2 separate regions of the Sus scrofa genome follow, and region 2 is linked to region 1. The links are chromatin contacts, called in public Hi-C maps. All regions are on one chromosome and are shown on one strand. The core of a region is the stretch at or near the end of the contact, and the rest is flanking DNA. Distances in the headings are between cores, read along the strand shown.

The links. Hi-C and Micro-C count contacts between places; a contact is called where the count stands out from the background.
Region 2: a contact with region 1 is called in a Hi-C map of retroperitoneal adipose tissue, with 2.4 times the contacts expected there. The contact joins two enhancer-like sites. A contact is called at or near these places in 8 of 47 Hi-C or Micro-C datasets (embryonic fibroblasts, fetal heart ventricle, fetal skeletal muscle and 5 more) and 2 of 2 datasets of contacts at active chromatin or transcription factors (alveolar macrophages and skeletal muscle).

Annotation. Positions count from the first base shown.
Region 1 is chr2:96,155,951-96,161,578 of Sscrofa11.1, forward strand. All of the region lies in intron 3 of MEF2C (myocyte enhancer factor 2C), which reads right to left. Among named protein-coding and RNA genes, the nearest start is that of MEF2C, 58 kb to the right of the region's middle. Within about 2 kb of position 2,176, at least 7 of the 83 cell types and tissues checked have an H3K27ac peak or open chromatin away from gene starts, as enhancers often do. A contact at or near this core is called in retroperitoneal adipose tissue, where this site is marked.
Region 2 is chr2:96,269,511-96,275,138 of Sscrofa11.1, forward strand. It overlaps a transcript of MEF2C not described here. Among named protein-coding and RNA genes, the nearest start is that of MEF2C, 55 kb to the left of the region's middle. Within about 2 kb of position 3,466, at least 14 of the 83 cell types and tissues checked have an H3K27ac peak or open chromatin away from gene starts, as enhancers often do. A contact at or near this core is called in retroperitoneal adipose tissue, where this site is marked.

The sequences.
Region 1 (5,628 bases), core at 926-3,425:
AAGCCCTTAAAGTACAGGTAGCATTGCCTTTACCAAGAAAAATTTCAAATTCCAAACTGCTTGGTGTCTAGAAGACCATTAAGAGCTCTGAAGATGTTCGGATCATAAATTGATTTCTTTAATGTGCTTAGAACTCTTTCTCTGCAATTATTAGAAAACGTTTCACTTTTGTTTAAAACAAAGCCCCATTTTATTAGACTCCATTGTCTTTGAATTTCATTCTATTAAGTAGTAATTGTTCATTTTTGGTATCTGGATCTGGTGCCAGAAATGACTGCAAGATCAAAGGTACATGATTGTGATGACTTCACAGAGAAAAAGGATTAAAATGCAAACCAGAGCCTTTGGTTTAATTGCTTATTGAAGTATATTTATGCAGAAGTTTAATGATATAAAATCATCTCCATGCGTGTGAATAGCACATATACTTTAATTATTATAAAGTCTGTCTTTTGAAAGTAACTCTAAAGATAATAGACATTTCAAAAAACAGGATTGAACAGAGCATGTATCATTCAATAATTCATATTTTACAATGATAGTTCAGAATATATGTTACACTTCACATTTTGGGATATGCTGACAGTGACAAATGGCAACACCTATATATCCAACGAGAGAAGTGGCAAATATTTAGTGAACTGAGGCCATGTGGATGTCTAATTGGAGTAATTCAGGTCCCAATTATTGATTTTTTGGTTTCATTTTGGCAATTTAATCTGACTCCTGCTAATTTTTCTGCTTGCACTAACTAGATAATCATAGTTTTAATTCCTTTCCTCCTTTTTTATTTTTAACATTATAAATGAAAATATGGTATGAACATATTGCCCTGAGGACTCATGATGTCAAGAGTATACAGCATTCTTAATATAAAATGGATATATGTGTGAGTGTGTATGCATATGTGTGAATCTAATATATATTTTAAAGACAAGGGTTTATATAAAACATTCCCTCAGGGATTTCCTAAGCCACTGAGCAAATTTAAATGCATGTGTGCATGTGGCTCAAAGTTTTCTTTTCTCACTATATTTTCTTATAATCCTAACATTAAGCTTGTTTTATGGGTTGGTCAGCCGGCCTTCATCACATGTCGTGCTCTGCAACAGCTCTATGTTCATCCTGGTGATGATTACAATACTGTGCTCCTTTTATGCTTCTGCTCTCTTTTTCTTTATTTTTCCTATTTTCTGCTTTGGACATGGCCAGACAGGTGAGAGCAAATGTGTCACAGCTCTTTTCATTTACATGTCTTTGGTTCTCATTGTTTTAGAGGGAAATAAAAATGTTCACACACTCTATTAACACAGTCATTCTTTATTAGGCTTGATCTGTTGGAAGCAGAGTAACAAAAAATAATTTTGGGTAAACACCCTGATATAATGGAATGTAAACATTTGATAAGACATCAAAGAATGAATATATCCCCTGATTCCCAGAGCCTTTAAACAACAACAAATATTAGAGTATGCTATAAAATAAATGTCTGGAACCAACAAAATATTGTATTCCCTTGTTAAATGGCCAAATAGGAATTACTCTAGCACGGCTAAGAAAACAAAATAACCGTCCAGGTCTTCCCCATTTGCTCCTGCTGCCCCCCAATCCACTGGCCAGCCTCTTCACTGCTCTGGGCCCAGGAGGCTGACCCTTCTGACTGCATCCTCCAGGTTCTGCTGGCTCTCTGGCTTCAGCTGAGCCAGTGAGGCACTGGCAGAAGGACAGAGAATAGGAAAGAGGTCAGTATTTTTCTACTGTAGCATTCCTCTTATTGGGCCACTGGATGGCAGAGGCTGCATTCCCTTCGTGAAGGCTACACTTCTGTCTTTTTTTTTTTTTTTTCTGCCACATGGGGCATGTGGAAGTTCCCAGGGCAGGCATCCAACCCTCTCTGCAGCTGTGACCTTAACCCGCTGCACCACAAGGGAACTTCCGGCCACACCTCTTTTGGGGTCCTCTTTCCTCCAAGATGTAGATCTTGCTGTGCTCTGGTAATTTCTTCCTCCTCTTGCTCCTTCAGATTTAGATGTGCTAACGGCTTCCAGGCTGGAAGCCCTAATGTACTTCACTATTTCTGGAGTTTCCCCAAACTCTATCCATCTGTAAATAGTCCTTTTACTAAACTCTCAATTACCCATGTGGGCTTGCCATCTGTTTCCCACTGGAGCCATAATAGCGACTCTCTAGATCCAGAACAGTGGTACTCTACACCAGTGGACTATCTCCTAAGGGAACAGTTTGGATATTTGTGGGTGTCACAATGACTGGGGGTAGGGCTGACATTTTCTGGTTGGGTGGGAAAGTGTGCTGAATATCCTATCATAGGTGGCACAGTTCTACACATCAAAGAATCGTCTTTTACCCCATCCAACTTTCAGATGCCCCAGTGGACATTCATGTGTATGAAAAACTTGTTTAATAATAATCTGCAAACACAAGCTATTTTTTATACACTGAAACAAAGATTTTATTATACACTGAAATTTCCAGAAATGCAATTACTGTGTATGCTGAGGGAATGTTCCACTTTGTTTGGTATGGAATTTTATTAAAAATTATTCACCACTCTGGAAAATCATGTCACCAATGACAATTCTGTTCCTGTGTCTGGGGTTGTAAATATGGCATGCTGCTTGCTCTCAAATGACTCCATGAAAAACTTTTCCTCATCACTGAAAATGCTCTTGTCAGTCAGGAATGACCTTTAGGTTGCTAAATCCAGTGGTAACTTCTCAGTCCTCAACTGGGACACAGCTGATCACTCCTTGTAAACTTCCTCTCCTTCCCGGGCCCTGAACTCTTCCCTCTTGTTTTCAAAGAAGGCTCTTTTTCAGCCCCTGTGGCTGGTTCTTCCCTTTACCCCCTGATCTCTGAATGTAAAAGGAACACAGTCTTTCTCTTATCTCCAGCTCCAATTTTTCTCCTGATTCCAACCTTGCATATCCAGCTACAGCCTCAGTATTTCTACCAAAATGTCTACCTCATACACATCTCAAAATTAGTTTCAGTCTAGCTTTCCCCATTGCCACCGATGACAGCTCAAAATGCTTTCATTTGCACAGAATAAACTCCTTGGAGTCACCCTGAGTCTTCTCTTTTTCTCACATCCCACATTCAGCCTAACAGGAAATCCTATTGGCTTAACTTCCAAATACAGTCTCCGACCCCCTCTCACCTTCTAATGGCAACCACCCTGGTTCTAGTACCATCATCTCTTGCCTTGATCACCACAGTCACCTCTCGATAGTCACCTCCTTCTATCCTTATCCTCCTTTTTGTTTTCAACCCAGCAACCAGATAGATCCTTTAAAAGGATAAGTCAGATGATGGCACTTCTCTATTCCCTGCAAGAGCACCCACCTTACTTGGAGTAAAGCCTGACTTCTTCCAGTGTTCCACAGGGCTCTGAAAATTCCAGTTTTCTCCAGGCTCCATTATCTGATTTCCTATCATCCTCATCCTCCCGCCCTCAGGCTTGTCTCATTTCCATGGCTAACTCCATCCCTTCCTTCAAATTTCTGCTCAAAATCTGGTTTTCTCAAAGAAGCCCACCATGACCACTCTATTTAATCCTGCTCCTGCTCCCACCCATCTCCTGATCTCATTCCCTTGTGTTTCTTTACCTTCTTTTATAAGATCAGTTATGATGTTGGCCAAATAATGTCCTTTTCATCAGGATGCTAAAGCTCTCTTGCTGTGAGGTAATATGTAGCCTAGTCTATGTTTTATTATAGTGAATGAATATTTTTATTCAAGGAATTTTTAAGAAGATACTAAATTAATACCAAAATACAAGCTTACAACTTACTGTTTATTATTTATTAAGCAGGCACTGAACTATAATTTACATACTTGATCTGACTGAACCCTTCCAACCATGTCCCTTCATGATAGATTCTTCCTTTTTAAATTGGTGAGATCAAGTGGCCCAAGGTCATCTAACTAGTGACTGAGCCTGTTGGTTTTGCTACTAAATCACTGTGCAATGCACTGTCCATTTTTGGAGAGAAATAAAATAGTTCAGTCAGAAATTACGCTGTGGGGAGTTCCCTTTGTGGCGCAGTGGAAACAAATCTGAGTAGTATCCATGAGGATGCGGGTTCAATCCCTGGCCTCGCTCACTGGGTCAGGGATTCGGCATTGCTGTGAGCTGTGGTGTAGGTCGAAGACTGGTTTCAGATCTCGTGTTGCTGTGTTTGTGGCATAGGCCGACAGCTATTGCTTCAATTCCACCCCTAGCGTGGGAACTTCCATATGCTGTGGATGCGGCCCTAAAAAGCAAAAAAAAAAAAAAAAAAAAGAAAGAAAAAAAGAGAAAGAAAAAGAAAAAAGAAATCATACTGTGAGGTGAGTATGGGCTGCATGTTAGTGGCCTATTATTTACCAGCCATGAACATAATGAACTAAATGGGCTGTCATGGAACGTGGCTGTTCATCCATGTCAGAGTACATGCTTACGCCCTTCAAGGCCAGGGTATGACGGAGGGCTTGGGAAAAAATAAACCTTAAAAACTCCTCTCATTCACATTTACTCAGATTTGGTATTTTAAAGCTATCTTTTGGTTATACATATTTTAATCCGTATTCACTATTACTGCTTAAAAATATTAAGCAGGGAAAATATTAAACTGGGAACCTAAGGATCTGCTATAAAACTACTTCCCCCTGAATATTCTACAGAATTTGATTGTGTCTCAGTAGAGAGCAAAGCCAATACCCCTCACCTTGCATGACTGCACGCACATCCAAAATAAAGAGGATGATTAATAATTATTTAATAAATTCTCTACCACTCTACTAACCAATTTAGTGAAAGTCTCTCTATATCCTCTCTTCCTCTGAGAAGAGTTACTCATCACCAAGAGTTATTCAGTTTCCAGCATTCTGGACTATAAACAATTTGATGAGAGTTATTATAAAACTCTCTTGTGATTGGCTAAACAGAAGTCAATTTGGTATCAGAGTATACTTCAAAAATTCACAATTCATAAAACATCCCTTGCATTCTTTTTGTTTTGTTTCCTTACCTGTATTAGGAACTAATTTTGAAATCAAATTATAAGTTTAAAAATGACCACAGTGAGAAGGTATCTCAGAGAATCAGAAAGAACTTCAGCCTTTTTTAAATCAGAAATCTCCACTGCGGTCCAGGTTGTATAATAAATTGGAACTTAACCAGATAAGTCATTTAATCTCCCTCAGCCTCATGTGCGCCCTGAGGTGGCTGCATCCATAAAGAGACCAACCAGCCCTCAACACTTTGGGAAATGCCAAGGCTATAATAATGTACCAAAGTTTGTAAGAAATTAGCATTTCCCTTTTCCTTCTTGACTTTTCGAAATTAAGGAACTTAAGAGCATCTCGTTTTAGAATTTTCCATCTAAAAAACGAAAGCCAGAAAAGTCATTAAAAACACCAAACTTGCAAAGATTTCACGGGCCAGTTCCAAATTTTAGAACTCTCAAGATAGGAAGGAAGAATGTGAGGTGATTAAATAAAACGCTATAGATACCACTGGCTATATAACTTGCAGAGCTCAGGGAAAAAGGAAAATGTGGGGCCCCTTGTTAAAAAATTATTAAGAATTTCAAGATGGTGACAGCTGAGCACTGGCTCCAGCATGGG
Region 2 (5,628 bases), core at 2,216-4,715, 110 kb after region 1:
CTAAATTTGCAAATAAATAAGCATATCTAAGCCAAGGTTGCCTATCTTCAGGGTTCGGGAAAGAAGCATTCTATTGCTATCATTCTAACTTGCTGAAAGAATCACAGATGTGTGAAAGAGAGAGGGGTAGTGGTTAGCTGTTTCAAAAAACACTTCGCATTCTATCAAAGGACCATATCCATCTCTTTTTATATCCAATATGCTAGAGATCCATGGTATCTAAGAACAATTTATATGAATTCTTCATGTGCATCTTATCTATGACAACAAGATACAAGAGGAAAACCAGACCATGCTCAGGATATTGTTTGGAAAAAGTAGATTCTCACCAGGGACTGCTTCAGATATCAGTTCCTCCAGTCTCTAAAAACAAGTATAAGGCACTTGACTTAAATCATTACTAGAAGATCTGCACTGTCATTCTACATGAATCGCAACCACTTGCAGGATGAACAACATTGCTCCATTCATTTCAAATTTACAACATTAAGAATTAATAAAGTCTCTATAACATCTGCATTATTAAAGAGTAATGATTCCTGCAGAAATCTGCCTGCAATAGGTTTACTGTTTTTATCATTTATAATATCACCAATTTCCTTTATAACATCCTCAAGAGATTACCTTCCTGTATTTTTTGAACTTTGTTTACAACTGGCTACATTTTAAAAATAAATACAGAGATTTATCTTAGGCAATGTACAACAAATACATTGTGGTGATGACGAATGCTCGTAAGATCATGTTATCACCTCAAACATAAATATGTATATAACAAGTATCATATAATTTTCATACTTAGGAATATAACTTTCCTTTTTATAGTTAATGTTAAAAAATACCAATGAAATGTGAGATAATGCTTATTGGATAATCTTTTTCATATCCTTATATTTTACAATGAATTCTTTGTTATAGAATTTTTTTAAATTATTTCTCTTGCACCAACAAAAACAACTAACCTAAGAACATTGATGCCATCTACTTAATCTTAAGAGAGATAGGGAATGGGACTTTTAGCTCCCTTTATTTCTTTATGCTTCAATAAATCTGTAAAATAGTTACTACCGAATTCTTGTTTTGAGCAAAATTAATTCTTGTGCCCTTTATAGAAGTTAATACTAAAATTACAAAATTTTGGGGCATTTTTTCAACATTCAGTGTGAGAAAAGTTATCAATTAGAACTGCTTTTAAGAAAAACCTGACAGTTTCCTTTGCTCACTAACTACAGCAGCCGATTAGAAATTATTTTCTTTCTCATGCTGTTATTCACTTACATACTGCATATTTGCTTCAATTCTCCAAGGGAAGAAATGTGGCTCTTGTGGGAAAGGTCCACCCCTTTCTACATGTTTGCTTCCTTGAACGAAAGGAACACACCCCCTAACATTCTTTGAAATGCGTCCAACATGCAAAGAATTGTAATAGCACTGTATTATTGACCAAATTAGAATATCTTGAATGAGTCAAATATTATCAAATTGCATGTGTTTTGAATCAACTAAATGACGCATACAGAGGTAACAGAAATGAACCACATTTAGTCAAAGCCTAGGGTCTACGTTTGGACGCTCAGAATACTTGTGTTAGTGAAAGAAATCTGTGGCTGTTTTTGTGCCCTTGTGTGTGGTATGACAACTCAGAAGGAGGCCCATAAATGTTACAGGCTTCCGAGTACATCCTTTGAACCTAAGACCCATTAAGGGAATGCCTCCTCCCTTTCATAAATACTTTAAAAAAAATATTCAGAAACTGAAGTAGCCATCTTTTGTAAATAGAATCAGAAAGTTGTCTGAAATCACAGAAGTACAAGAATATGGAAAGCCTACGCTCACCATCTTAATGACAGAAAACTCACACCAAAGTTGGTAACCACTAACTTCTACCTCATTAGACAATTTTCTGGTCAGGAGAAGCTGTCTTCTAAGTTTTCCTTCTACTATATTGAATACTATGCTCCCAAAGCAAGTTTTTTTTTCATTGCTATTTTTAACAAGGCGATAGATTCCAATTTTGTGGGAATCTATGCATTTATCCTTACCTGTTATTTTCTTAAACTCTCTTTTTTACTCTACCTTTACACGGAAATTTGCAAATATAAAGACACAGAGTAGGCAAAATTTTGTATCTTTTAAGATATTTCATCATCTAAAACGAAATGGTTTAGTCCCCTTGCAATTTGTTCATCAGGCATTTGTGGATGAACTCAGCTGTATAATTTCCAGGCCTACAAAATGGAAGCTCTGATACCTAGTCTATGTTTTTCACTCGGAATTAGAGTGAACATAAACAGTGAGCATATAAGCTGGAGCTGAAGGTAATAAACTTATTAGAACTTAGTAAGACAGTGTTATGGTCAAAGAAAACCTGCAAGTGTATGCCACAAACCCACTCAGATGAAACATCTCATTCATTGGAATCTCCTATCTCACTGTAATAATGCACAGAAAATTAAACACATAAATATTAATTTTATGTATCACAGAAGATGTAGGCAATGAAAATGCAATGTTTACATTTATGAGTGACTCATTAGTGTTTTATTGTGTGAAACACTAGGAGGCATCAGTTGGGTAAAAAAAGGCTCCAATTTTTAAAGAAGCAAGAAATTACTGTAGAGTTGGATGTGTAAGAAGTAGGGGTTTTCAAAATGTTATTATGTCAACTAAACTTTTTCTCTGAAATAAACTCTGAAAACATCACATTTTGTGGCCAAAAATGACCCTTATAAAACATTCACAAAATACATATAATTTGACCAATAAACACCTATCAAAATATATTTCAAATATACAGATTCATTAGCTATGTAATTCCACATTTTTATGAAAAATATATTTGGTAACAGAAGAACATAATGGCTATTAACTACCATGCATTTTCTGCTCTGTTACTCAATACCATGAGTGTATGTTTTATTTCTGGCAAATTCTGTTTTATGCTCTCTACAATGCCTTTGAAAATGTCTACTGCAAATTAAGCCTTATAATAATAACTGCTTCACATAAACATCCAGAACTTGGTATCTGTTCAGAAAGAAGTGATGGAACTTAAAATGTAAGCTACGTATATAAAAGAGGACATGTTTTCTCTTATTTCACTATTGAAAGCCTATCATCTGAAAACTGAGTTTTCTACTGTTTGAATGGCTCTTCATAAGGAAGAAGCAACAGGGTCGTGGTATACTTATCTAGCAATCATTTGAAATTGGAGTGTCTTGCCATTCCCCAACAATCAGCTTTTATCTCTGACCTATCAAAATAACATGTGAACTGCGTAATCCGCCTTTTGTAAGGTGCACAGACTCTGTTGTAGCTCCTGGTTTTGTGAATCGCCTGTGTAATCTGGTTTGATTTCCTAAAGATGACAGATCTCGGTGAATAGTCAGGCTTTACTGAGTGCAGGGCAGTCCACGCGCCCGTGAGATTAAGGTACGGTGCTGAGGACGGGGATCTTAATCACCTACCCTTCCACATTCAGCACACAGACTGCGCACCGGTGATTAAATCTTCATTGTGTCCAGGCAATCACTGTATTCATGAAATGAATATGTGCATTTTTGTAAGTTTTAGGTATTAATTTGTGTGTTTTCTCAGAGGATGTGCTTTGGGTAAAAAAAAAAAAGTAGAACTTTATTAATAGTCTCTTTACAGTCCACTCTGTGGCCCTTAATTGCATATGAAATTCTTCCATCTTACTTTGAATCATGCCCCTGAAGCCAGGGTTCTCTGTTTAATAACTATTTTTTTTGTTGTTATGAAGCACAAGTGTCGCCGCACAGATATTTCCCCATTTTTGTCACTTTCTGAGATTTCATAGACACAAAATATACCGCATGCAGAGTTGGGAAATAAAACCACAAAATATACTACAATAAACAGAAGAAAGTTTTGAAATACAGCGTTAATATATGCCAATGAGTTTTTTAAGCTCATTTTTTTAAGTAAAATAAGTTTAAATACAATAAATCACTTATCGGAAAGATATGGTTGTTATGCTATACAATTTACTGATTCAGTAAAGAGAAGGGCCAAGGAAGAAACTGACAGACATCTGAAAAATATAAAGACATGTTGCTTTTTCAGGATCCAATTTTGAATCATTAGATAGCCCTTTTCCCTAATGGAGTGAACTATTCCCTCAAATTTTGAAAACTGAATGTGTTTACAAAATAGAAAAGAGGGAAGGTACAATAAAGTCCTTGTTACTTAAATTGCATGTATTTAATGTTAATATGTTTCTGTTCTGAAAAGTTAATATATATGATTGCATAGGTTTAAAGTATGAACAGCTGAGAAAAGCCGGAAAATTGATTTTTTATTTTAAAATGCTTTGTTATTTAAACCAAAGAAATAAATTAATATTGAATAAAAGTTACATCTTTAATACTGCCTTTCACTATATTCCACATATATACATAGCAATCATAATGTAAATAGCATAATTAATGAATGAGGTAAAAATACTGTTTTTAGTAAGAAGTCTGGAAAATATGCTACAAATACTCAAAGCTGTGTGAATTACAACAGTAAAAAACAGATTTTTATAAAGTTTAGCAAAACCTGAAGTAAAGATAACTGTCAACTATTGTCTCCTTAACTTGATTAGGGGATCACATCTTAAACACTGCCTTTAAAGTGTGTTTTAATGAAAACTTTTAGAATTCATTTAGAAGTCTAATATATAGTCAAGTATACTTTTGCACAAATAGAATGAGATACTTGATTTTAGAGATTTTTTTTCCTCTTGAGATCAGACATTAGATAAGTACATCTCCTTTTACCTGTCAAGTTCTGCATCTACTTGCTTTAGAACTACCTCTTTTAACTTAATAATTTCATGTATACTCTGGAGGACAATAATATGGTTTATTAACTGCATTATACTTAACTGAAATGCTTGTGCCATACTGGTATATACTGAATGTTTTCAAAGACTGGCCCAAATTGACATTATTTTAAAAATTAAATAAGATGTTTTTATTTCAAATTGGAGATGGTTAATCTCTTTAAAGCTAAAATTAGTACGCAATACAGAGGGGCTCACAGGTGGTCACATTTCCATGTCCTACCAAGTCTCTAGGGATTGGAGTTATTACATTCTACATAAACATCTTTACTCTGCAACCACAATTCTATCGCAAGGTGCCAGTTAAAAAGAGGCTGGTCACTTTTTTTGACTGGTATAATGAGGTAGCCAGAGTTCCTTTTATAGCACTTAGAAAATACATGCAGTCACCAACCATTTCACAAGACAGTTACTATTAGAGTTAGTATCAGATTCACAATAGTAAAATGCACTTTGTGTCAAAGCAATTCTCCTCTGGGGATGGGTTAAAGAATTGGCAGAGAGCCTGACTCTACTTATTATACCATCAGCATTTACATATAAAGGTATTTTACACCAAAGACACACTTTCCTAAAATGTGAAGAAAAAGAGCTTTTCCCCCCAAAATGAAAACTACTGGACCTAAAATAGACATGTTTCAGACATACGATTTCCTTTAAGAATGAATAGCCATATTCTGGGAAGGAGATAACACTAGCAATAAATTTAAATATTTGCATAGTATTTAATAACACAATAAGCAATGTGCCATGTCTATATATACTTCCTTTGTGCCAAA